Linked DNA regions of Zea mays: region 2 is linked to region 1. The links are chromatin contacts, called in public Hi-C maps. All regions are on one chromosome and are shown on one strand. The core of a region is the stretch at or near the end of the contact, and the rest is flanking DNA. Distances in the headings are between cores, read along the strand shown.

Evidence for each region. A called contact is a pair of places that touch in the nucleus more often than the background predicts.
Region 2: a Hi-C map of root tip shows a contact between it and region 1, with 4 times the contacts expected there. The contact joins the promoter of LOC100384660 here to the enhancer-like site in region 1. A contact is called at or near these places in 2 of 25 Hi-C or Micro-C datasets (root tip and tassel).

The regions. Positions count from the first base shown.
Region 1 is chr4:182,103,775-182,107,756 of Zm-B73-REFERENCE-NAM-5.0, forward strand. It overlaps LOC100216636, which reads left to right. Exons shown (of 20, transcript NM_001360066.1): 20 at 244-391. Among protein-coding and RNA genes, the nearest start is that of LOC100216636, 15 kb to the left of the region's middle. Within about 2 kb of position 2,092, at least 14 of the 20 cell types and tissues checked have an H3K27ac peak or open chromatin away from gene starts, as enhancers often do. A contact at or near this core is called in root tip and tassel, where this site is marked.
Region 2 is chr4:182,304,285-182,308,212 of Zm-B73-REFERENCE-NAM-5.0, forward strand. It overlaps LOC100384660, which reads right to left and starts at 2,383. Exons shown (of 2, transcript XM_008679477.4): 1 at 1,514-2,383; 2 at 1,258-1,449. The coding sequence starts at 1,799. The coding sequence ends at 1,358.

The DNA.
Region 1 (3,982 bases), core at 842-3,341:
GGGCTCATAGCTTTGGTTTTATAGCCTTGATATTCTCCAGAAACACTGTTTCCTTGTCAGATAGCTCAAAGAAAATCCCTGTGATGTCCTTGCTGTCAGCTTTGGCGCATTTTTTCTGTTTCGTCGTTAGTTAGCATTCTCTACCAGAGTTGAAGTTCACTACACTCATGATCAAATCGACTTCTGATATATCTATTTGCACTACAGCCTTTAGATGTTGAGCTAAACTGTACATATCGGCAGCTCAGTGTTTGTGCAAAGAGCTCGAAGGAGAAGCCATATACCGTCAGAAAAAAGTGGTAGATTGCCAGGATCCAGTTATGGGTATTGAAGAAGAATGCTTGTAGCTGCTTAAGTTAGTCTGGTGCGGTAATCCAAGGTTTTGTTGGCTGTAGTTGGTGCCCCCATAAGAAGCCTTGTATGGATTGTTCCTGCAAATGCCTGTGCTGTAACGGAACCGTGTCTGTGGCAAAATCTCCGAACATGAATGCGTCCATTTGGCAAATCTAAGCGTGCAATGGGACATCGAAGAAAATGTAATAATTCGTGGTACTCCCTCCAGGCCGAATCAGTTGACGCTATGGTATTTAATAACGGTCGAGCTTTCTTATTTTAAACTGGATTTGTAGAAATATTAACAATATTTGTATTATTAGAAAAGTTTATTACTAAAACAGATTCAGAGATTTATATAACAATACTAGTTATGTGCTTTGAGACAGTGAAATAGGGGAATGATTGATTATTGAGAGCAAGTCTCAGTACATATAGGCAAGGAAATATAATAGGAAGCAGATCGTTGTTTAATACAATCAACTAACCAAAACAAGGTCGAGGCGCGCATGGCAACATGTCGTCTGTGCTGTCGTCTACTACCCTAACCCAAGGGACCTACCTAACAGAGCAAGATCCCTTTCTAATATATATATATTAGCTCACGCTATCATATGTTATATTTGGTTAAAGAAAAAAATGGTTTTGAGAAACTTGAACGTCAACTACTTTAGAATGGAGCAATATGTTAAGGAACCTAAAAGCTATACCGTGGCAAAGCAGTGTCAAAGAGCATCTTCTCTGTCTTAATGATGATGGTGATGATCCGATTTCGCAAATCCACAACGTTCAGGAGGAAAGTCATTGGCATAGTGAATTTCCAGACGAACTTTATGCAGCATTGCCATTCTTTCGGCTACAGTAGGCAAGGTGCTGTAGGCTGGTAGCGTCGAAAGAAGAGTTTGGTTTCCGAGCTCCTTAGCCCTGAGTTCGCTCACGGCAAAAGCTGGACAGATTCAGACAGAAAGCCCAAACTGGACGTATCCTCTAGGCCAGGGCCCGTCCTTCTCTTAGGACAGTGACTAATCATCCTCCAAAGCCTGCTGCTTCATCAGCAGCAGCCATGGTTTGGCCGGAATGGCACTTTTGACCGGAGGTTTTGGAATCTGCATCCTGCGACGCAACGCCAACGCGGGGACGGCGGGACGGGAGACGTTGAGCGCTTGGAGCCAGCCGTCCAGGACTCCAGGTCCCGCCGTGGGCTGCTACAGTTCGCGTTCGTGCGTGCGCACAGGGAAAGGACCTTGCGCTTGCGGGGGGTGGCAGGCGCGCAGTGAATGTGCCTGCCACAAGTACCAGGACCTGCACCAGCAAGCGCTTTCGGGCGTGTTCGGCTGGCTGCAAGCCGACACTGTTGCAGCTGTTTGGATTGCTGCAGCTGCAATCCATAGAGAGAAAAATACTGTAGAAGCCGCAGCCGCAGCCAGATTGCAGCCGCAGCAAGCCGCAGCGAACAAGCTGTTCTTTCATTCATTCAACCAGTGGTCGTCACACTGCCCGTCTGTCTGTCCCTCACCCTGCCCTGCAGGCTGCAGTCTTTCTGACCGCCCCTTCCGGCTCAGCCGCTGCATGTGCTGCTGGGCAGGGTCGCCATGCCGCAGACAGCGCTACAAAGCGAGAGGCAGGCAGGCAGGGGGCAGTGCGATGGGGAACGAGAACGACTCGAGAAAGACCGCCGACGCCGTGGCCCGTGACCGTGCTACCCCACCTTGTGTGAGACTCCTGACGAGCGCGAGCTGCGCCTGGAAAGGCGCTGCCCTGCCTGCCTGCCCGACACGACTGCCTCCTGATGCTACTGCCGCAGCGCGGCTCGCTCCCATCCCACCGGCCAGACGTCGCCCTGGCGAGCCCGGCGGAAGGCGACGAAGACCGCGGATCCTCTGCGGTAGGGGGTGTCAGCTGTGGCCTGTGGTGGGCATACACCGGCACGCACGTATGGCCGCGCACGGCGCATTACGCCGCACCAACCAGTGTCGCGGCCGGCCGTTGCGAACCAGCTGCTTAGATTGCATGTAGAATCTAGATCACGGTCTTTCTCTACGTGCGTCCAGAGACGATGGGACAATGGGTGCCTCGTGGTCCTCGGGCATAGGTCCTGGACATCAAACCCGCCGGAGCGGCCAATGGCTGAATGCCGCTGATACGGCGAGTCATCAGACGATGCATGCACCCTGCTCCTGGGGTGCCGACAGGCCCCCACACTGACACTATCGTCGTCCCCCCCTCGCTCGTGCTCGAGCTGCGCCGCGCCAACTCATCCGCCACCGATCTCTCGGTTGCATTGCATTGCATTGCATGCGCGTTCCAGTGTTTCCAAAGACGCTTGTGAACGCATGTAATAAAAGTGGTTTGGGTCGCTATACGCTCCCCACTAGCCCAACACCAGCAGGCAGCAGCCAACCAACCAACCAACCACGGCATCTCCATTTACAACAAACAGGCCACAGGCACGGCAGCAAGCAAAAGTGGGAGGGGGTATAATGGGAGCGTCTGCGTCTCCTCCTCCTCCCCGACGCGCTGTGGCAGCGTCCGTGCATGACAACTTGACAAGCAGCACGCTTGCACTGCATGCCCACTGGCTGACGGCTGACCGGACCAGCCGGAGCCCGGAAGCGTAGCGTGCAGACTGCAGTGAAAGGCATGCATGCGCGCTGCAGGAGGCAGCGGCAGCAAGTGACCGGTCCTGATGCCTGATCCGTGCCAGAGGGGGGGGGGGAGAGGGAGAGGTGACTGGCAGTCACAGCCTGACCAGCCAGCCAGCGGGCGCGGCAGGTGCAGGTGCAGGTGCAGGCGTCAGCGTCTCAGCGAGGCGAACGCTGGCTGGGAGCCTGCTGCTGCCTGGGTTAGGGGAGGACGTCCGGACCGGGCGACGACATGGGGCGCAGGCGTGCAGTCACTGAACGTATGCCATGCATCAGTTCTGCGAAACAGCCAGGTGGGTAGGCCTGCGCGCCATCGCATCTGACTGACCGCTTCTTTGACTCGTCATGGAAGGGAGAGAGAGAGAGAGAAAGAGGACTGCTGCTGCAGAGGAGAGTAGGAGACGCCGCGAGGCAAGGCAACAGCCAACAGTGACAGCCAACAGTGACAGTCATGTTTGCGTTGCCGCTCCAGCTGGGAGTGGGACCTGGGGTGATGCGGTTTCTCTCTACTCGCTTCCCGGTCCCTTCCCTTGCTCGTTTCCATTCCATTTCATCTGGCGTAGCGTAGCAAGCAGAGCCCAGACCAGACAGAGGGAAGGGAAACCGAGGTCAAAATGAGGTAGCTGCAGGGTTTGGAGCCGCACGTACTCACGGTGGATGTGGATCCTGTTCGCGGTTGGCTAGTTGCTCTCTCTCTCTCTCTCTGGGTGTTTTCGTTGGCCGTAGCAGGAATGGGTAACGACTAGTAGTGGCCCTTTTCGCCTGCATGCATGATGCATGCCGGGCATGCTTGAATCATGTGCTTCCAAGTTTCATCTGAAGAGAGAGAGAGAGAGAGAGAGAAACGTGGGCTTCTAAGAACAGTTCCAAAGCCTCATACCTGTGATTACGCAGTGGATCGCTAGCGGCGTGCATGCCTTTGCCTGCCCTCATCTGTCACGGCCAAAAGAACGCCCTCCTACTCTCCTAGTGGCCTCCCTTCCCTGTTCCCTCCAGCTCCACGCTGC
Region 2 (3,928 bases), core at 1,133-3,632, 200 kb after region 1:
GACGCGGACTGCCAAGGACTACCAGAAGGCCGACGCACTGCAGAAGGCCATAGTCGACGCAGGGTACAAGTGATCACTACGTTGCAGGGTATAGGAATGAAAACGAGTATAGGAATGAAAACAAGGACTACCAGAAGCCTTCCGTGTGGAAAGACGCAGCAGCCACGACGAGGAGAGGCTGGCAGGGGAGATCCACGGCGGCGGCGGCGGGCTGCGTCCGTGTCGGGGCAGCAGCCACGGCGGAGAGGGGCTGCGGCGCGGCGGCGGAGAGAGGTCGTGCGCCGGGGCAGCAGCGGCGGCGAGGGCAGAGAGAGGTTGCGGCGGCGGAGAGAGGCTGCTGCTGCGGCGGGCTCGTGTCGGCCGGGGCAGCAGCGGCGGCGGCGGAGAGGGGCTGCGGTGGCGGCGCTGGCGGCGGTCGGGTGAGGATTTCTCCCTCCCGATCCGTTTCTGCCGCTCGAGTGAGGGTTTGGAATCCAAGTTATGCTCATGTGGGACCCATGTGCAGTAACGGGGCAGCGCTCCACTCACGGCAACGGCGTCCAAGCCTTTTACCGATGCAAGTGCACTTTGTCGTGGTTAGATCTGAGCAGTTTTGTTGCGTACGGTCAAATTTGAGGACGATGGCATCACTGAGGCCACAAATGTAAAATTCCCTAAATAATATTATGTCTTCAAATAAATTTATTTTAAAAATAGATTCTATAACTAAACTAATGCTACTTTTTATTACAAATGTCTGTATTTTAATATAGATTTAGTCAGAATTTAGACTGTTTGTTTCCTTCAAATTTAGACTGTTTGATTCTTTATAAATTTAGTAGAGACCTGGCTGAACCTTGAGCCCTTTAATTTGATTTTGAGGACCTAAGTAGATATTCTGCTAGAGTTGATATTAAAAAAAACATATTTCTGGAAACTTTGAGAGCCTAGATTACACTACAGACAGCTTAACACCTTTTAAGACTTTTCGTGGACCGAGGGAGTAGCAGGAATTAGGATGTAAAAACTATAGTACATTGGTTAAATGAATCATGTTTTTAGCAGTAATTGAAAGCATCTAAACTCTGCTTGACACCTAAAGAAAGAAGTATCTATACTATTCTATAAGCCTATCGACAAGAACCACAGTTTGCTGGAACGTTATTCTCAAAAAAAGGGAAAATTGCTGGAACGTTTCAAGTTTTACGGGAATCTCGCAACCAGTTACTACAAGCCGATTATCTGAATGAAACCAGTTAAGAAAATAGTGATATCAGATCTTGAATTTACACTATAAAACTGCCCCAATTCAACCGAGCAGATCATCAGAAATCCAGAATTATCAATAACTATCTAACGTGTGCATCCCGAACTAGGATCACCACACCGGTCTGTCATGACCATGAGAACCTACAACAAAGCAGTGCTCCTCGTCCTTGCCATGGTGATGGCGGTGCTGTCGACAGGTAACTACCCATAAGCAGGACTGCTGGTGACAATACCGTATAGTGATCTGATCTCCATTTCTCCCTGCAGGGATCTGCACGGTGCCGGCGCCGGCGCCGAGCTTGGAGGAGTTCCCGACGACGACAGAGAACACGTGTGTGAAGATCCTCGCCGACAGCGGCTGCGTCCGCAACCACAAGGCGTGCCACGACAACTGCTTCATCAAGCTCAAGGGCAATGGCGTGTGCCTTCGCGACGCGTGCTGGTGCTCCTACACATGCAAGCCATCGCTGCTGTCGCCGCCACCGGCGGCCCAGTGAAACTGCCATACAGGGCAGCGGGACGCCGAGATGACGTTCAGATTTGTGTGACATCCTAGATTCCTAGTATCCTCCTAGAGGCCGGCGGTGTCGCTTGCCATGAGGCATGCTCGAAATCGAGAATAATTTTAGATGGATGAGTTCGTGTCCAAGCCTTGCGCTTCGAGAATTGTGTGCCAACACAACGGAACGGACACACGTTCTCTGAATTCATGTATGGAATAGGTCGAACGTGTACTCCAGAGAATTCCGCGCGCTCGCCAGTCTTCCTAGCTCGTCGGCAAACCAACGGATACTCGGCGTATTTTGGATGAGCTCCTCTAGTCCTCTCTCCTCTGTTAGATGACTGCTCTTAATCCATTTAAATGCTAGTATATTGTATCTATTTTGTCCATCGGTCATCCCGTTTGATCGGGCGTTTAGCCTGCCCTGAATAAACGGCTAAACTATAGGTGACTAACTATTTAGGTTAGGTGAACACATGCCTAGTAGTATGTGGTGTTCAGTGGTCCAACTCATGTATTTCTTGTGTCAATGCACACTTTACTTGTCAGTCTCGCAATGCGACTGTTAGGGCCTGTTTGAGAGAGTTTTGCTTCAAAAACTTCAGCTTTGGTTTTCCAATTTCACTATAAAACAACTCCAGCAAATTGTTAAGGTGAGTTCCAGAAGCGTTTGGTTTGTATATGGACTCCAACTTCTATAGTACAATTGATTTGTGTGGGTTTCCTTGATTACCCTTGATGATTAGTGGGTTGTCGCCAGAGAGAACGGAAGTTGTATGTTGCGTAACCAGTGGCATGGTGGGTAATTTTCGTACAGCTTCATGAGGAGATATAAAAACAGTGTTTTTGAAGCACCCTCTAAGGAGCTTCATGAATTTCATGAAACGGGCCTCTAGTTTCGATTTTTTTTAAAACTAAAGCTCGTGGAGCTGGACCTGTTTGGGTTGAAGAAGTTCAAACGAAATTGAAATTCTTGAAGTGGAGCTCTCCCAAACAGGGCCTTACTACGGTGGTTAGAGCTACTTTCGTTTCCTTAGTTTTTAGTAGGAGAAATAGGAATGCAGTGACTGTAATCTGTTGGCTTAATGCATCGTAGTTTTCTTTGGCGGCCATTAAAAGTATATATGCATATATACTACTTTGGAAAGAAATAAAGAAGTGTCTGTACCTGTTGACATCTGAATCTGATATATATATAGTAGGCCATGCATACATAAGCGGCCCACAGAAGAGGTTTGTTTTTGTAGCGAATCAGGCACATAAGGTTTATAACTTTACATTAATAAGGAAGAAGATTTGGCCTCACAAGCAATGGCTCTGAATTGCAGCGAGGTCTTTTTTTTTTAATTGACATGTCAAAGCATGATATATAAGCGAGCTAATCAACCTGTTTTCCAGTTTCTGACGAAACAAAACATCGGAAAGTCACCTTTACGCCCCCGTGACTCGCTCGCTCCATCCTCCAAGAGACGGGAGAGTGTTCACATCTGCCATTATTGTCGGAAACACAGGCATTGCCACAAATAAAGCATGCATGCCTGAGCTCTGAAAGCCACCCGGCCCGGCCCGCTGTACGTACGGCTTCCTGCTGCTTGCCGTGGGCTGCCGCAATCCTGATGCGACTCCTCCCCCAACTTGAGACGACAGCGATCCATCTGTCTGCCATCGCGTTCCCCGGTCATGGCAGCTTCACACTCACACAGCGACGTCGCCGTTTCCCGCGCGGTAGCGGTAACATGCATGCAACACCTCGCGATTCTTTTGCTCCGTTTCAACGCGCCCCCTGGCCGGCCGCAAGAGCTGTGTGCCTTTCACGCGGGGGCGAAAACACCCTGCTGGTCCCCGGGTGCTGGACCGACGTCGACGTACGTGTAAGGCGCCCAGATCGGCCACGACGGAACGCGGCTCACTGCACGGGATCGGTGGTGGGCGGCGCGCGACCCCATCGGCCGAATTTTTTGTATTTTAGCCCTTAAACAGAAATAAATTCACGTTTAGACCTAAAAAAATTTTAAATGCAGTTTTGTACCCTTAGCTCGGCGTCATAGCCTATGGCGCCGAGGTAACACAGCTCGGCGCCACAGCCTATGGCGCCGAGCTGTGACGTGGCCGCAACGGCTAGCTGCGTCCAGGGCTGACCTGGCGCTGACGTGGCGGCGGCGCGGCCTCGTAGCTCGG